Regions from separate parts of the Mus musculus genome. Here region 1 is linked to region 2. A link is a contact called in public HiChIP or PLAC-seq data. All regions are on one chromosome and are shown on one strand. Each heading gives the region's core, a stretch centred on a gene start, on an enhancer-like site or on the middle of the called end of the contact. The rest is flanking DNA. Distances are from core to core; before and after follow the strand shown.

Region 1 (5,449 bases), core at 830-3,329, 380 kb after region 2:
ATGTCCAACTTCTCCATTCAGTCCCAAAGGTGCTATCATGATACGGCCCTCGTTCCTTTGTGCGTGCTTGCATGTGCTTACCCAATGGAGTGTGTGTGCAGGAGTGCACACAGAGGCCAAGTACGGCCCTCATCCCTTTGTGCGTGCTTGCATGTGCTTACCCAACGGAGTGTGTGTGCAGGCAAGTGCACACAGAGGCCAAGGGTGAGTGCCAGGTGCTTTCTCGGTCTTCTCCATCTTTTCTTTTGAGACAAGATCTCACTCTGAACCTGAAGCTTTCCAATTCTGCCAGAAGGCTGGTCAGGAAGCCCCAGGGCCCTGCCTCGCTCTGTTTCCTAACTCAAGGGCTACAGGTGTTACTATGCCACACCTTTTCCATGGCTTCTGAAGAGCCAAACTCAGGCCCTCCAGCTTCTGCGGCAGGTGCTTTATCCACTGAGCCACACACCCCCTCCAGCCTCCCTTGTCACCTTTTAAAGACACATTACCAGAGTCTTGATGGCAAACATTGTAAAATTTCAAGCAAACACTCCATGAGTTTAATTGACCCTCAGAGCACACAGGTGCCGTTTGTTCTGTTGCGAGTAATAGAACAGCAGAAGGTCTCCAGAGAGGAAGGTAGGGAATGGGGAGCCTCTTCCCCAAGGCTCTGTGGCCTTGGACAAGTCAAAGAATTCCCTCCAAGCTGATGTCCTTATCCAGAAAATGAACGTGTTAGCGTTCTCTCCGCAGATGGGGTGTTTTAAGGCCATCAGGCAAGGATCAACTGCCAAGCATCTGACATGGAGAAGCCAATCTGCCGCCTATCATAATTCCATGGCTTTCTCGTCTGAAACACTGAGTCTTTGGGGGCATCGCGACACTATAAAAAAGCATGCTTGGCTTCTTTAAATGTTCTGATTACAACTCCTCTAAAACGCTGCAGAGACACACACCGGAAGCTGGCACCCCAGCTTTGGTGACTGTGGGTAACCCAAGTTTACTAAATCAACCCCTGGTTTAAAACAGACATGCATACACACACACACACATACACACATATACACACACCACTTATGCTTATGTTAATGACAGAACTTTTGCTAAACTACTTCAGATTAGAAGAAATATTTAGTGTAAGGACTCTATTACAAGGCCACATTAAATGAAAAACTAAAGCCAGAACCAGTTTAACACTGATCAACTTTACAAAATAATGCAAGTGAATAGGACCCTCTGCCCATTTTTTTGCAGTATGTTTTTGTTTATAAGCAATATGTATTTTGATTGAGTCCTTGGTTATCTTTACAAAGTAACCATTTCCCTCAGCTCAAGCATACTGTGCAGATTCTCCTTATCAGGCATTTCCTGGGAAAGAGAAAATTGGGGGAGGGACACACACACAAATTTTCCATAATCCTAAACTTACCTTCTAGCTTGGGACACAGTCAATGAACACATCTGTTACTGTACCACTTTACCAGAACAAAAAAACAAAGGCTTTAACTTTCAAATTACACAACCACAAAGATCAGTTGGTAGGGTTTAATGTGTGTGACAAATCAAGAGGAAGACAATTTGGCCAACCCAGGCCAGTTGAAAATAAGAGCTGGGATTTGAACCTAAGTTACATTGTAGGTCTAATTTGGCAACAACAAGATGAGTGATTAAGATCAAAGACAGCCTGCCAAGCTGGATGAAATATTTGTTTAGTTTTCTTAAAAGCATCAAAGCCATAATGAGATAGTGAAGAAACACCAGCCAAAGTCAAGAAGACAAAGCAGAAGCAAGTTATTCCTGCTTGAGGACCTTCCAGCCTAAGGCATCAGTCAAGCCCAAAGAAAAGCAAGTTGGAGACGAGCTCTTCATTTGATAAGGGAATAAAAACTCCAACGCCAGGAACAAAGACCAGGGTCAAACCACTGCAAACTTTAAGTCAGGTCCTCTGAGTTCAGAGACATTTATTTTACATTCATTTTTAAAGACACTCCCCACCCAGACCTGGCAATGAATCAGCTCCTGGACTACCACAGGAATTCAGCTGTTAATTCATGAGTGAATGATTCAGAAGACAAAGAGAGGCAACTCTATGAAGTATCTGTCAGGAACATTGACTACCAGGAAGGTCTCCCAGACAAGGGATCGGCAGTTGAGGAATTACCTCTTGACCTACAAGTACAAAGCAGAGCACAAACTAGAAATAGTCTGTGGTGGTTTGTACATGCTTGGCCCAGGGAGTGGCTCTAGTCTGTGGTGGTTTGTATATGCTTGGCCCAGGGAGTGGCTCTAGTTTGTGGTGGTTTGTACATGCTTGGCTCAGGGAGTGGCTCTAGTTTGTGGTGGTTTGTATATGCTTGGCCCAGGGAGTGGCTCTAGTTTGTGGTGGTTTGTACATGCTTGGCCCAGGGAGTGGCTCTAGTCTGTGGTGGTTTGTATATGCTTGGCCCGGGGAGTGGCTCTAGTCTGTGGTGGTTTGTATATGCTTGGCCCGGGGAGTGGCTCTAGTCTGTGGTGGTTTGTATATGCTTGGCCCAGGGAGTGAGTCTGTTAGGAGGCGTGGCCTTGTTGGAGTAGGTGTAACCTTGTTGGAGGAAGTGTGTCACTGTGGGCATAGGCTTTGAGACCCTCAAATGAAGATGTAGAGCTCTCTGCTCCTCCTGGACCATGCCTGCCTGGATGCTGCTGTGCTCCCACGGTAATAGACTGGCCATGTTTAGTCTACTACTTTCTCTCCCTGCTCTGGATTGTACCCTCCCCAGTATCTACAATAAAAACTTTGTCAACCATACCTCAGAGTGGTCATGTCCTCACTTGATACTTTAGTTCTGAAACCCCCACTTTTATACAGGACTAAGAGTTCAAAAAATGAGTTAGCCAGATATTCTCATTCAAACCAGCACAAGAGGCTGACTCCTAGTAAACAGAAAAACTCATAATTTCTTTAATTCCCCCCCATGATACATTATTTGTGGCAGTATCTAAAACTACAAAAAAAAATATTGTCAAAGGGATCTGGGGCTTAACTCATTGGCAGAATATTTGCTTGGCATATTCAAGGCCATAGGTTCAATCCTTAACACTTCCCCCCAAATTAATTTAGGATGCAAATAGACTTACATGAAACATACGATTTTATACAAAACTAATGTAAGACTCTGATGAGCCTTAACTAGCAGGGACCCCCCCCCCCCCCCAAGTGAACAACAGAGAGCCAGGGATCAATGCAAAGGCAAAAGGAATTTATTGTTCCAGTGCACTGGGGTTGCCCTGTACCTGAAAGAGGCGACCACCCTGGGTGGCCCATTTGGAGAGGGTTTTTATACAGTTTCCAGGGGCGGCAGAGAACATCAGCAACTAGGCACAATATGACTGGCAGAACAGAGCACCCTTTAAACTGATTGGTCTTTAGTAAATGAGGTAATCAGCCTTTCCCTTCCGGCCTACATGCTCTCTGACCTGTCTCTTCCAGGAGGGGAGGGGTGGAATTTTTCAAAGGTCCTGAGCTGACCTCTTCAGTGCTAAGATGTCCCCTTAAGGACAGGCCTAGGTTAAAGTAAGCTTATTGGGGGAAGGGAAGGGGACCTGCAAGGGGGGGCCCAATGGTAGTAGGCATAGTAGGCTTATAAGGTGAATGAATAGATGAACTAGAGAATCCGGTGAGCAAGAGGGAGTTCAGATAGGAGAGAGGTGAGAAGGAATGGGATCCAAGTGGGCTTTGAAATGTATAAAAGTTCTTGTGATACTCTGGGAGCCTGGAGGCCAACCTCTGCTTTGATATGCTGATAGGCACTTCAGGTAGCCATAGGTCCTTTCTGTCAGAAGTAAGGGAAATAACTTCTTTTGGAAAATGAGAACCAGTTTTCACAAGTTCTGCAGGAACTCTGGCTTTTATTGAACTGCCAGAAATCCAGGTTGAGTCCAGGGTGAGTTCATTTCTGGATATTTGGAGTACCTTTTGGAGTTTGGGGAACTGGGGTTTCCTTCAGACAAAACAGCGAGTAGCTCCAGACAACCCCTGGTTTATTTTGATAGTTTTTCCCCCAGAAGCCTATGCACAGGGCAGGGGACTGCTGCCTCAGGCCACCAGGGATGCTCTCAGGGTCCCACTACACCTTTCCTCTCTGCTCCTCCACCTGAGTCCACCCTAATCAGAGGCTGAGGAAGTGGAGTTTGTATAGCAGATCTTGTCCTAGCTCTGGCCTTGCAGTTGCTGAAGGGCCAGGCAGCAGTTCTCAAAGCCACTCTGGGAGCAAGCCAGCTCAACAAACAAGCTAATTAGCATTCAAAATGAAGCCATTTAAAGTAGCTTTATAGCCAATCGGAGCTGACAGCAGAAGGACCCCACAGGCAGTCACTGACAAGCCCTGGTTCTCTTTCTCTCCTTTCTATAACACCTACCATATCATACTGTGCTTGTGACTTCAGGAGCTTAGAAGAGCACTCTTATTCTGAACACGAAATGGCACATAGGAGTGATTCCTTCCATACTGTGCTAGCCTTCACAGTTTCTAAACAGCATTCACAGTGTGGAAAGCCTGCAGCTCTGGAACAGTACACAGAGGCTTCTAGAGGACTTGTGAATTCCAGTGGAGTGAAATACTCTCCATTCAAGCAGTCGTGTAAACTTCTCCTGACCTTCCTGGTTGCAGCCTACAGAGGACTCCAAATTGTCAGTGCATTCAAAACTGATGAGAGGAGAATCATGTCACACAGGCTGCCACCGGTCATGTGACTTTGCTGCTCCATCAGTTGGGCACAGAGTTAAGTTACCAATTTGTCTATCTACAACTTTGATCAACCCTCTGCTCTTGTGACTAGGAGCAGATATTTAGAGACTGTCAGGGAGTTGGCTATAGCAATGGAAAAGATCAAAACTCACTGGCACAGACCTGTCTCTACCTGTTCTTCATAGGCAGAGGACAAGGCAGGAAGGTTGGCTGGAACCATGGAATTGCTGTTCATGTTTAGCAATTCTGTAATTCTTATAGCAACCAGAATGGCAGGAAATTCTAAACATGTGATCCATGAGCCCAGTAGAGTCTCCAGATGTAACTTATGCAGCCACAGAAGGTGTTGTCTTAAGTAGAAAATGTTTAAAATATAGATTTTTTAAAGGGGTTGGTTCAGTAACTCAGAACACTTGTTGCTTTTGCAGAAAATCAGGTTCAATTCCAGTACCCACAAGGCAGCTCACAACTCCCTAAGACAAGTCTGCGGGGAGGGGAGGAGTTAAAGAGGAATGACTCCTGTGTGAATGCTTGGCCCATAGGCAGTGGCACTATTAGGAGGTGTGGCCTTGTTGGGGTAGGTGTGGCTTTATTGGTGTCACTAGGGAGAGGGCTTTGAGGTTTCATATGGTCAAGCCATGGCCAGTGTCGCTCACAGTCATTTCTACTGCCTGCAGATCAAGAGGAAGAAGGCTCAGATCCGTCTTTAGTACTATGACCGTCTGCATGAGGCAATGTTTCCT
Region 2 (5,584 bases), core at 2,063-4,562:
AGACAAGTTAATGCAGAAACAGACGAGTGGTGCCCGCCATCGCTGGGCTAGGAATGCTAAGATAAGTTCTGAAAGGACACTGGGATGGTCCCTGTGTGGGAACACCAGAGAACTGTCAATCAGCCATGGGTTAAAATTTTGCTCATGTAGTTCTGATCATAAATAAAATGACGCTCCCAGTTCCAAGTCAAGAGCAATCTGGGAATAGCAATGGTGTTCTGGGAATAAAATACTGCAGAGTCATTGCTCAACATGTGCTAGTAATGAAAGCTCTCACTTTAGAACCATGGTGGCTCAGGTAGAGTCCCCACCCACCAGCCACCTTCCTCTCTCTACAGCAGCACCCTGGTAGGAAGAGAGCAACATGATACCCTATTCTTGAGAGACATAGTCAACTTGTTTTATTCCCTCAAAGTTTATTATTATTTGTTATTTCTCAAACCAGAAGATGTGATTTTGGTCCTTGAATCTGAGCAACCATGTTAGTATACAGAAAAATGAAATGAACACACTCCACATACACATATGCACACACACAAGCATACCACATACCACACTACACACATACACACACCCCTTACACCACACACACATACACACACATGCACACCCCACATACTATACACACCACATACCTACACATATAAACACGTATACTCACACACACATCTACACACCTCACAATACACACATCCATACACTTACCACATATCTATACACCCCCCACACACATACGCACACACCACACACACTCAAATGCACATACACTCACACATACACACCTACCATGCACCACACACATAACACACACACACACATACTCTACACTGCACATGCACTACACATACACACACCAAATTCACATACATACCACATATATACCCACAACACACATACCTACATATATATGTGTGTGTGTGTGTATGTATATATGTATGTATGTATGTATACACACACACACATATATATATGTATGTATGTATATATATATATATATATATATATATATATATATATATATGTATATACACACACACCAACATCACACATACCACACTCACACAGCACACACACATATATACCACCCTTCCACACACAGCATACACATATATGCACCCACCCACACAGCACAGCACACACATAATACATACACACATACACGCATACCATGCCACACACAAAAACAGCACACATACACAGCACACATACATATACACTACCTTCCCCCACACAGCACACACATATATGCACACACACACAGCACAGCACACATATAGCACATATACACACCACCACACACACACCACCCTCCCCCCACAGCATACATATATATGCACACCACACACAGACACATAGCACATATAACACACACACTACACACAACAGCAAACATACACAGCACACATACATATACACTACCCTCTCCCACACAGCACACACATATATGCGCACACACACAGCACAGCACACATATAGCACATACACACACAAACACACAGAGTCCCAGGCTCTCCTGTACTAAATACCTCTGTTGTCACCTCTCTTCATTATCAGTTACATGATTGAGAAAATGCTTCCTGTCACATACTCTGTGACTTTAGGGGACCCATTTGGACATTTTAATTAATTCCATAGATCAGACACTCTGACTAAACTTCTTAGTTGTGACTTTGCCTCTTGGTGGCATCAAGGAGAACAGAACCCTAGACTTAATTAAATGGATTCCACATTTAGGTTTATATTGACAGACACCTTGTACCTCTGAGCAGCATTGCTACCAGATGAATCGATTATTTTTCCTCATTATTATTACCAAAAAGAACTCACTTGTAGCAGCTTGTTCTCCAAGCTAAAGGAGTCTGGGTCCTTCTCATAGATGCTGCAGGCAGCAGCCTCAAGGAGTCCATGCTTATGCAGCACTGGTAACTCTCCTTGTCTTTGCCTGAGCTCCACCTTCTGTCAGGTCGTCAGATGTCTGAACACCAAACAACTCTTAGGAGAGAATTCAATAAATGTGTGCTGAAGGAATGAGTGAAAAGAGAAGACGTCTTAAAAGTGTCACGAGCCTTGTGCTTTGTGTGCAATTCGGCATGTGTCTGTATAAAGATGAGTAAGATACAGCCCTTGTAGGTGCCAAAGCCACAGTGTGGTGAAGAGACGAAGCAGACATGGGCCCCGGTTCAATCTGATGAGGAACCATGCACTGAAAACAGGGGGAGAAGGATTCCGATGTTGAAGGAGAAGAGGCAGGATGGTAACCAGAAGAGGTGAGGGTTCATCTGGGCTTTGATGGATGCAAAGGAAATTGGCACAAAGACTTGGGGGTAGAAAAAGACCCACGTTGGCTGATGACTGCTCAAAGACCCCAGAGACAGGTGCCCTCTTTCACTCTGGGTGCTCGGTAGATGTGAGCAAAACCAGTAGCTGCGTTACTATTGCTCTAAGAGAACTCAGGGTTTGGCAACCAAATCTCACAAGTACTTGCTTACCTGCCCTTTAAGGAGTCGCTTTCAACACTGTCCCTAAGTCCATCCGTTCTGACCAAAGCAAGAAACCAAAACAAAGCCTGCAGATGGCGGCCACCTAGCAATGGGGACACTGCCATCCACATAGGGGAGCCAAGAGTCAATCTAGAAAGCTTTAGAGCTTTCCTGTCTCAGAATTAAAATGAGATCAGCGAGGTGCATAGGTAAGAATATTCTGTTAGAGCAGGAAAACCTCAGCTCGAAGCCCGAAAGCAAAAAATGGTCCAGAGTGATGGAGCCTGGAGAATATGGCTCACCACCTGGGGCGTCCTGACCAAGAGACTGAATCTCACAACACAAGCTAGCACCCCTCACTTTTGATACCCGTGACTCATGGTGGGTGCAACAGACTCTTTGTTTGCTGAGTCCCTTGTTTTTCAAAGATGCCAAGGGTGCACCTTCTCGTTCACCCCCTGCTGCCTGCACAGACAGCACAAGGGAGAAACTGCATCCGTACACCGCACACCCACACATCTTCGCACCAGCTGCGCATGCACTTGTCACTCACTCAACTGCCTCTCTACCTTCTCCACATTCCACAGTCCCACCCATCTATGCCTCACCATATTATCATAAGACAGCTGGCGGGCCCATCTGTCCCTCTCTTGAGTCTCTATGGTCATCTTAACGACTCGGACATTTAATGACTCACACCCCAGGGCCATGGGTCCCACCCGGGGCAGCCCCTAGCGGTTCTCTCTGCCACACCCTCTCAGTCAGGATCCCATCCTACTAAACCTCTCAGCTCTTTCCCTTCTTCATTTCACTCGTAGTTCCTGTCTGGCGGCTCTCGGCTTCCCTCCTCTGAGAAACTTGGGAAATGAAACAGTGGTGGCATACCAATGTATGACATACCAATGTATGACAATGTAATTATGCAAAGACCTGAGACACCATGGAGTGCCTCCAAGGACACAGAACTCCCACAGTGCTCTGCAGTCTCTAGACCCATTTAGTCTCAGACTGGATCTCCCAGGCCTGTTGGGAAGGTTTCCTAGTTGTACCTAAAGACTCATGGGAATAGTGGAGGCTGTTAATACTAATTCATCCTTCCTTAGGGAGGCTTACACAGTGTTCCCTCTCCCCCCTCCCTTCCCTCTTCCCTCCTTCCTTTTCTTCCTTCCTGTGCTGGGGACACAGTAGGTACTGAGTACATATTTGATAAGTGACTGAATCCACTGAGGTGAACAGTTGTCTGGGAAAGTGCTCCCTGAAGGCTTGGTTCTCAGCATGTAGTACTTTTGGGAGATGGCAGACCACTGAGGTAGGGCCTGTTGTGAGTTTTCCTGGTCAGTGCGACTAGACCTTTGAAGGTGCTAATACCCCATCCTTTACTCTTCTTTTCTGCTTCCGGTCCCAGCCACAGGGTGAATGGTTTTACCAAGTGCTGTGGCCATGATGTGATTTTTTGTTGCAAGCCTAAAAGCTACAGGGCCAATAAATCACAGTCTGAAACCTCCAAAAGGAAAAAAAAATCCACCAAGCAAAATTAACCTTTCTTATTCATAAGCTGATTTCTCTCCGGTATTTGTTATTGCAACAGAATGCTAACACAGTTCTGGTGGGCTGTCTCCAGAAACCAGAAGATGAATCTCAGCACCAAACTGTTCACACTGTCAGCAGCCATCGCTGCATTTTACATGGGTGACAGAAAGAAGGTACACTTGTGATTTTAGGAAAAGCTGTCACAACCCCTGACTCTGTCCACACAGACCCAGGTCAGCTGACGTGAGGGGGCGACTTACTCATGGATTCTTCTGTACTCCTTGTACCAGTGTTTCCTCTCTGGCTGCAGCAATCTCAACATTTATCATGTTTTATTGAGTCCCACACCTTATCAATGCTTGGTGCTTTACTGTAAACCATCCAAAAATAGACACATAACCTAATTCTGTTATTAGAACCTGGGAATCCATCCCATTTTGCTCTTAGACTCCAGTTGGGCCCACAACCAATTCAAACAGGATTTCCACCCAACTGCTAAAAGGTTTTAGGGAAATTGCTTCACTGATAACGTACTGTGGAGGGGTCTCTCAATATTTGTATCCTTCCTTCAAGAGAAAGGCAGGCCTCTGTGATTGTGCCAAGCTCCAATGCTTCAGAAGGAAGATGAAGTTGACATGGAGACAACCCAGCTTCATCGATACACACAAACACGCTCACATACTCATTATCCTTACCAACATAGCCTGGGGTCCCGCAGGCCGTGGACATCACATCTCCTTTGCCCTCCATTTTCGACAAGCCAAAGTCACTGATCATTATTTTGGACTCCTCGTCTTGACTGTAGTATAAGAGATTCTCCGGCTAGAAAACAAAACAGAAGCAACTTACAGACTGTAAAGCAAGCCTGGGCTGTAGGTCTCTCATCCTAGCTACTTGGGAAAGCATGTCTCTCTGAATAAAAAATAAAAAGAGGCATGGGAATGCAGCCCAGTGGTAGAGGGTTTGCTTAACACACAAGAAGCCTTGGACTTGATGCCTGGGATTGAATGCAAGCAACAAACAAACAAACCAAATAACAACAACAAAAGAACCCAAACAATTGAATAACAGGTCCATTTAAAGCTGTCTTACTAATGGGAGTTTCATCAAATCTCACAATTAAGAACAACTTTGATCTTTAAACATAGACAATGTCTTTATCAATAGATGTCAATTAAAATGGCAGGACTTAAGACACAGGCTGGGGATGGAGGCTGTAGAGCATTTAGCACAAGTCAGTCTTCAATGTTATTCTTTTCCTTCACTAGTATTTTGTCTCCTTAAAAGATCAGTCTTGAGGGAACCTAAGAAGGTGTCAGCTCTCAGACTGTCATTGGTTCTTGGCTAGGGGGACAGGATTCCCAGTCAATCAGAGACCCTTGCAGGTTAGTTTGCTGTGATGCAAGGCCCTCTCTCCTGGCTCTCAGTAACATCCTACCATGTCCTGAAAGACGGGTTGCACACAGCACAGTGCTGACATCATCAGCTACCTGCTTACACCCCTTCCAGGGGAAGAAGGAGCATTCTGGGAGCAAAAGAAGCAGCGACTCCTAGTCCTGCGCCCCTAAAGACCC

What was found. HiChIP or PLAC-seq counts read pairs in DNA pulled down with a chosen protein or histone mark.
Region 1: a contact with region 2 is called in an HNF4G HiChIP or PLAC-seq map of pancreatic cancer cells. The contact joins two enhancer-like sites. A contact is called at or near these places in 1 of 115 datasets of contacts at active chromatin or transcription factors (pancreatic cancer cells) and 1 of 9 other capture datasets (embryonic stem cells).

What each region holds. Positions count from the first base shown.
Region 1 is chr2:5,731,837-5,737,285 of GRCm38.p6, forward strand. All of the region lies in intron 1 of Gm29857 (a long non-coding RNA gene), which reads left to right. Among named protein-coding and RNA genes, the nearest start is that of Gm29857, 6.6 kb to the left of the region's middle. Within about 2 kb of position 2,080, at least 23 of the 459 cell types and tissues checked have an H3K27ac peak or open chromatin away from gene starts, as enhancers often do. A contact at or near this core is called in pancreatic cancer cells, where this site is marked.
Region 2 is chr2:5,349,964-5,355,547 of GRCm38.p6, forward strand. Camk1d (calcium/calmodulin-dependent protein kinase ID) reads right to left here. Exons shown (of 11, transcript NM_177343.4): 5 at 4,706-4,832. Among named protein-coding and RNA genes, the nearest start is that of Gm36906, 38 kb to the left of the region's middle. Within about 2 kb of position 3,313, at least 10 of the 459 cell types and tissues checked have an H3K27ac peak or open chromatin away from gene starts, as enhancers often do. A contact at or near this core is called in pancreatic cancer cells, where this site is marked.